Regions from separate parts of the Sus scrofa genome. Here region 2 is linked to region 1. A link is a contact called in public HiChIP or PLAC-seq data. All regions are on one chromosome and are shown on one strand. The core of a region is the stretch at or near the end of the contact, and the rest is flanking DNA. Distances in the headings are between cores, read along the strand shown. Region 1 holds the start of REL (proto-oncogene c-Rel). Region 2 has its middle 53 kb from the start of PAPOLG.

The links. HiChIP or PLAC-seq counts read pairs in DNA pulled down with a chosen protein or histone mark.
Region 2: a contact with region 1 is called in an H3K27ac HiChIP or PLAC-seq map of alveolar macrophages. The contact joins the enhancer-like site here to the promoter of REL in region 1. A contact is called at or near these places in 1 of 5 promoter capture datasets (liver), 10 of 47 Hi-C or Micro-C datasets (alveolar macrophages, blood, embryonic fibroblasts and 2 more) and 2 of 2 datasets of contacts at active chromatin or transcription factors (alveolar macrophages and skeletal muscle).

The regions. Positions count from the first base shown.
Region 1 is chr3:80,910,569-80,914,020 of Sscrofa11.1, reverse strand. REL (proto-oncogene c-Rel) reads left to right here and starts at 1,788. Exons shown (of 10, transcript XM_005662527.3): 1 at 1,788-2,364. The coding sequence starts at 2,355.
Region 2 is chr3:80,970,667-80,974,118 of Sscrofa11.1, reverse strand. No RefSeq gene overlaps it. Among named protein-coding and RNA genes, the nearest start is that of PAPOLG, 53 kb to the left of the region's middle. Within about 2 kb of position 1,733, at least 20 of the 83 cell types and tissues checked have an H3K27ac peak or open chromatin away from gene starts, as enhancers often do. A contact at or near this core is called in alveolar macrophages and liver, where this site is marked.

The DNA of each region.
Region 1 (3,452 bases), core at 539-3,038:
TTTAGGACTAGTGTGGGGTCCTTCAACTAGAACAGATTGTTTGGCTCAGAACTCTTTGTAAGCAAATTTTATTATCTTCTATTAAGTTAAGAAGCACCTAAACCAAATCAGTTTCTGGAGGTGAAATATAAACAAATATATGCAAAATATTGTCCATTCCTATTTGTTTCTCATCCTCATAATGGATTTTTAAGCATTTGTGTTCAGTTCATTCATATAGCTTTGACATTTGAAACTGTATGGGTAAAAAAAACCTGAAAAAAATAAACTAAAAAATGTGCCTGGTGCCAAAAAGAACAGAGAACATTACCCCTACTTTCTCATTTAGCAAAGCAGAAACTGTAAATGATTTCTCTTTTTTTAATTGGCTACAGCCTTTCTCTCTAAGATGTGTGTACAACTTTCGAAAAGCTAAACAAGGAGTTCCCTTTGTCCCTTTGTGGCTCAGCGATAATGAATCAGACTAGTATCCATGAGACTCAGGTTTGATCCCTGGCCTCCCTCAGTGGGTTAAGGATCTGGTACCTTGAGCAGCTGCGGAGTAGGCTGGCAGCTGCAGCTCCAATTTGACCCCTAGCCTGGAAACTTCCACATGCTGTGAGTGGGACCCTAAAAAAGCAAGCAAGCAAGCTAAACAAGCCTCTTATAGCTTTGTGCCCCTTTAAGATCTTTCTTGGGGCCTTGGAGCTATCTCTTGGAAATGTGAACATCAAGGAGGATGTTGCCCCATCTCCCTGTTTCTGTAGAAGTTTAAACCCTGGCTTTTAGCTCCAAGATGTAACTTCCTATTATTTTTCCTTGGGATAAAGACAAGTTTGTAATTGATTGTACCTGTCTGATTATATAAAGTGAGATTTCTTTTTTGTCTTTGCAATCGTCTTAACGCATCACAGTATGGTTTAATGTTTATTCAATAATAAAACTTTCATTCTTTTCTACTTTATTTCGTGAAGAGGATATTTTGGGAGTGGCAGGAGATTTTAATTATTTCCCCAACCGGATCCCCCAGTTTTGGCACCTGTATGGCAGACTATTTTCCATTACTCCTCCATATTTATTTTAGGCAGCAAAGGATAGTGGAAAGAGCCTGGAGCTTTGGAGTCAGACAACCCTGAATTTAAATTGTGCTTTTCTTTTTACTAGCATTCTAAAATAAGGACAAGTTACGTCTCTGAACCCTGATTGCCTCACCTATCAAATTAGGATAATAATACATTACAAACGAGGCAACTAAACTGACACTTAGGTCCTTTACACAGTAAGGAAACAAAGTAAACTTAGATTCCTTTAGTATACTAAACGTTACATTCCCTCTTTCCTCGGGCTATTTCTGTCCAGTCCCAAGGCAGTGTCCACATTAATCTTGAGCACAATGAACATCAGGCAACGAACTCACATTGCGGACCCTAAGAGCTTAAAAAGTTTTAGTTTGTAAAGTACGTTAACAGAGCCCTCGCAATTTAGACAGGCAAAGGAAGAAGATCGGGGGTCTCCGTATGCAAATATATGAATTACGACCGCGCACCGGCTACCGCGGCTTCCGCACTTCCCTTCGAGGGCGCTCGGGTACATCGGCGCTGTGCCGCCAGCCCGCGCGGGGGCGGAGATTTGCGTGTGCAAGAAGGGGAACCACCCATCGAAAACCCCCCCAAGCCCGGGAGGGCCGGCCCCACTTCGCGCCCGGCCCACCCCTAAGTGCTTGCCGGCGGTCGGCCCTCCTGACGTCACCGCACCCTCCCACCTGCTCCTGAACTTTAAGCCAAGCGCCCAAGAACATCCTGGAGGAGGGGGATTTCTCAGGAGCCAACAGCTTTCGCACGCTGGGGGAAGTCACCTCCCGGGTCCCAGCGTTCCCTGCGCTCCCGAAGGTCCCCCGTTCCCGCTTCCCAAACTGGATCCCAAGCCCTTGGGGGCTCCGGGGAGGGGGCGGGGCACGGGGCAGCCCAGCGCCGACGCACGCGCGCGAGTCTCAAGGCGTCCCGCCCCCTCCCGGGGGAAGGCGGCGGTGTAGGGGGCCTACGTCAGCTAGGGGAAATTCCCCTCCCGCCGGGCAGCCTGCCTCTCGGGCCGGCCAGAGCTGGGCTGCCGCTGCTGCTGCTGCTGCTGCGCTCCGCCCCCTGCCCCTGGCTCCCGCAGCCTGGACTGGCGACGCCGGGTGACCCGAGCGCGAGAATTAAGCGGGTGGGAAGGTGTGAGCCGCAAACCCAGAGGAGGGCGGGAAGGAGGAGGAGGTCCCGGGGGTGGTCAAGGGGATTGGGGATCCCGCTGGCAGAGGTCCCTCGGCCGCCGGACTGACTGACTGCGGCGGCCTCCGGTTCGGACGCTCGGAGCAGGGCGGCGCGGTGAGCAGAGCCATGGCCTCGGGTGAGTGTGTTCCCGCGCGGGCTACCTCTAACAGCGGGAGGGCAGGAGCGGGTCCGAGGGTCTTGCTGCTCAGAGTTTCGGGGGGTCAGTTTTGGTTGTGGCTCTTTGTGTCTTTAAACTCGACGCTGGCAAACTGTCAAGCTTTTGAAAAAGTGACAGAGTTCGGGGTTTGTGTGTGAAATCAAAGTCAAGCTCTGTAATTTGATGCCGTTGTAGTCGTCGGAACCTTAGAACTTCCCAAAGACTTGGGTCTTGGATTAGGGAAGTTAGAAGAATCTGAATGAAGGAAGACGAAATCCTCATATTTAAAAATTGATTTATTATTGAATTGGAGGTTTTACGTTTTAGAACAGGAAGGAGGATCCTTCCGACCTCAGGAGAGCTCTTTTTAGTTTAATCTCATCAGTTGCTGAGAGGTGATTGCTGTTGTTGCTGACAGCTGGGCAAAATGCGGTGAGGCTTTAAAAATTACCAGTGGTATTTTAATAGGTAGTAGGTGGAAAAGTTGCTTCAACCAAGTGGATCATTTTTACTGTGAAGTGCCTACTAACTTGTAAAACAGAAGTCGAGTTTTGTTTTCCTTTTTGGAAAGAAGGGGGAAAGACGGTTTTTTATTTTGTTTTGTTTTATCATCTCCGTGCTTTAAAATATGATGAAGCATGAAAAGAACTTTCTATCACTTATAAACTAGCAAATATTTATTTATAGTTAATACTTAATGTGAATCTCTTTCTTTGGGGAACCGAGTTTACCAAGAAACTGCTTCAAGGATGAGGGAGGGCCCCTCAGATCCCGCCATGGTTTAGGTCGGCTTGTAACCTGAGGCAAGCAAATCAAGTAGACTGAATTCGAGTGGGACTTTTATTGGAGTCTGGGCAAGGTTCGGGGTGGGGGGCCGGGGGGCGCTTTCCCGCCAGAGGGAGCAGCGAGAGCAAAGTCTCAGAAGCCTAAAAGTGCGTTAACACGGTGCCGGGAGGCTGAAGAGGGAGACTTGTTTATGCTTGACCCACATCCTCCCAACTGCCTGGTTCAGTGACCCTCGGAGGGCTGATGACTAGAAGAGAAGAGGAAGTAGAGAGCATAAAGGA
Region 2 (3,452 bases), core at 484-2,983, 60 kb before region 1:
GTTTCCCTGGATTAGTCTGTTGTGGATACTGCCTAGAAACAAACCTCTTTGAGGTTCTCGCTTCCTCCTGAACCCCCCTTCTCTATGCCTCCTCCCTCTTCCTCCCCTACCCACACGCTGGCCTCCTGGTGCTCCCAGAACACTCCCTTATCAGGTCCCCTCCACCTGGATCCACACTCCCCAGATCTCTGCATGGCCACACGCCATGTCTGCTGTCTGCTCGGATGTCACCTTCTCAGCCCAGGAAGGCCTCCCTGACCTCCGCAGAAAATGCCATTCCCATCATTCCCTGACCCGTACGCCCTACTTCCTTGCTCCACATCACTAATTATTCTATATACCACTTATGCAATATAGAAATCTAATCTATAATTTATATATTATGTACATATTTTTTTTTGTCTTTTTTTTGCTATTTCTTGGGCCGCTCCCGCGGCATATGGAGGTTCCCAGGCTAGGGGTCGAATCGAAGCTGTAGCCACCAGCCTACACCAGAGCCACAGCAACGCGGGATCCGAGACGCGTCTGCAACCTACACCACAGCTCACGGCAACGCCGGATCGTCAACCCACTGAGCAAGGGCAGGGACCGAACCCGCAACCTCATGGTTCCTAGTCGGATTCGTTAACCACTGCGCCACGATGGAAACTCCATATATGTATATACATATACAGAATATATGATATTAAGTGGACGTGTGTGTGTCCACTTAGTATCATTTTTTTCTTTTTATAATGGCCTGTGTCCTCCTGCCATCCATGGAACAGAAGCTCCAGAGGGAAGGGTGTTATCACTTTTGTACCTTCAGTGCCTTGAACAGCACCTGAAATGTACTCTATAAATATTACCAAATGAACAGCAGAAATAGAACTGGAACGTGAGTCTGTCGGACTCCCAAACCTGTACCGTTAGTCACAGGACTCTGCAGATCTTAGAAAATGGGGCGTATGTGAACAGTGGCAAAAGGCAGAAAGGTCTAATGTCCACGCTCAGCGCGGTGGAGGCTGAGGTACATGGTTGCCCAGGTCTGCCCTCAGCACGGGGTGTTCATTACCCCAGCTCACAACCACATCCTCAGGACCTGCTCTGCCCCTTTTCAGAGCAGCCTGTATCCCACGATCAATGTGGACTGTAAAGCCTGCCCAGGCTCTAATCGTCAAAGGCCATTCCGGCTCCCAACCTCCTTGGGAATCGGCTGAAGGCTTTGTTGTGACAGCATGGACGTTCTCCTTTTTCTTCTGTCCATCCTGCTTCCCTTCCTCCCCCAACAGGAACTGACCTTGAGATCATTCCCCTATAAGCTTTGTATGGGCAAATCTCTGTGGCAGAGCCTGCTTCCTGGGGAGCCCGACCTGTGGTGTTCAGAATAAATCATCCAGTGACCTTCCAGAAAGGTCAAAGGAGCTTTAGGAAATGGGGCGCAGGACAAATAAGCTGGGCCTTTGAAAGCTACGCCCCAAACCAGAAGAAGCGACCCTACATGTGTCTGCACAAGCTAGGCTCATCACATCCCTTTTAACGAAATAACCTGGAAAGGAAAAGAATGTTGTGTGCATGACCCAGGACCACCACCATGGCTCTGGAGCACGCCTCATGTGAAAGCAGCTCCATTTCTTGGCCACGCCGAGCTTAGCTTGGGTCCCTGTCTGTGCTGTGACCTCACCCTGCTGAGCCAAATGTACAGTAACTCATGAGTCATTGGGCTCAATCAAAATTTCCTCTTCGCTGCATACCCCGCCCCCACCCAAGGACAGTGGTTATCTCCACCTTCCCCTTCTGGAGCTCGGCTGCTGAGTGGGAGAGAAGAGGGGAGGGGAAAACGGGTCAGTCAAGAAATGACAACCCCAAGGGGGCAGCAATATCCCTGCCTGAAGTCCAGAGAAGAAGAGGCAAAAATTATTTAAATGTACTTGCCTTCAGGTGAATAAAAGTAAGAAAGTAGTCCCCTTTCTAGTGTGGGAGCAGCTTGAGGGCGGGTATCAGTTATCATAAGCAATAGTATAGGCCATTCATAAGACCATGAGTTATAAAGCTCTGTTTGGGGCACGTCCCATATATTCACTAGTTTCATCCTCATAACAACACTATGAGGTAGGGACCAATACCATCACCCCCATTTTACAGAGGAGGAAACTGAGGCACAGAAATCTTAAGAAGAGCCTACTAAGGCTGCCCAGATTACAGATGTGTACCTATCACACTGCCAGTGTGTGTAATTCAGGGCCAGAGTCAGTGCCAGGCTTTGGTGGGGTACATCGCCCCAAGGGCCCTTCTCACAGCTAATCACATAAGCCTCAGGGGCCAGTAGGGGTGAATGGCCCCCCAGAAACCCAGGTTGAAGAGAACAGGGGTTAAGGAGAACTGCAGGGCTTCTCTCCAAGCCCCGTTCTTCCTGTCTGGTGTCAGGGCAGTGTGCATCTCCCCATGGTTTGATTCATGGTGTCTGCTTTCTCTTTGATGCATTCATTCTTTCCAGATTTTTGACTATCTTTCCATTTGCTCACAAGGGAAGGCCTTCTGGGGCGGAAACATCACGCATGACTTAAAGGAGAACAATGGGTGCTGAGGGGCCGAGGAAGCCTGAGTGTGGTGGCTGTATTGTGGTTCCACAGCTTCCTCCAGGCAAGATCTGATCTTACATGACACCCAGCAGGGCCGAGGGAGACATTCATCACTTCCTCCTCAACAAAAGGTGCTAATAAAAGAAACTTTTCCTCTCATGGGCCGGTTAGCCACTGTGTTGATTAGAGCAAGATCTTAATGGATTGTGAGAGTTCCCGCTGTGGCTCAGCAGAAATGAACCAACCAGTATCCAGGAAGATGTGGATTCTATCCCTGGCCTCGCTCAGTGGGTTAAGGATCCAGCATTGCTGGGAGCTGTGGTGTAGGTCGCAGACACGGCTTGGATCTGGCATTGCTGTGGCTGTGGCGTCAGCTGTAGCTCCAATTAGACCCCTAGCCTGGAAACATCCATTAGCTGGACCTGTGGCCCTAAAAAACTAAAAACAAAACTTTAGAGATTGTGATTATTTACTTGTCCTTTCAGAGTATTCTTTTCCTTGAACCTACAAGCACCATCCCTTCCCAACATACACAGAGAAGCTTAGCTGTATTTTCCTTGGGTACCTCTGGGTAGTGTTGTTTATTCCCAAGTTACCCTCCAGGACCACAAAGAGTGAGGATCTTCCTAGGTTTCAGATTTTGGAGATGTGAGAATGTCTAGGTCTAGCTAAATCAGTGTTCCCCAAGCTGTTTTCATTATCACCCCCTAAGGAGACTTGTCAAATATTTTTTTTTCCTAATGGTCCTTCTCCTCATGACATTACTGGATATCAGCATATCTCAGGGTCATGAACCACTGTAATTTCTAAGATTTTTTTCCCCACATCTTTGCCCCTCCTGCTTCTCTCCACCTAAGAGACACCTTGGGGGCAATCTCTCCTGTTAAGACT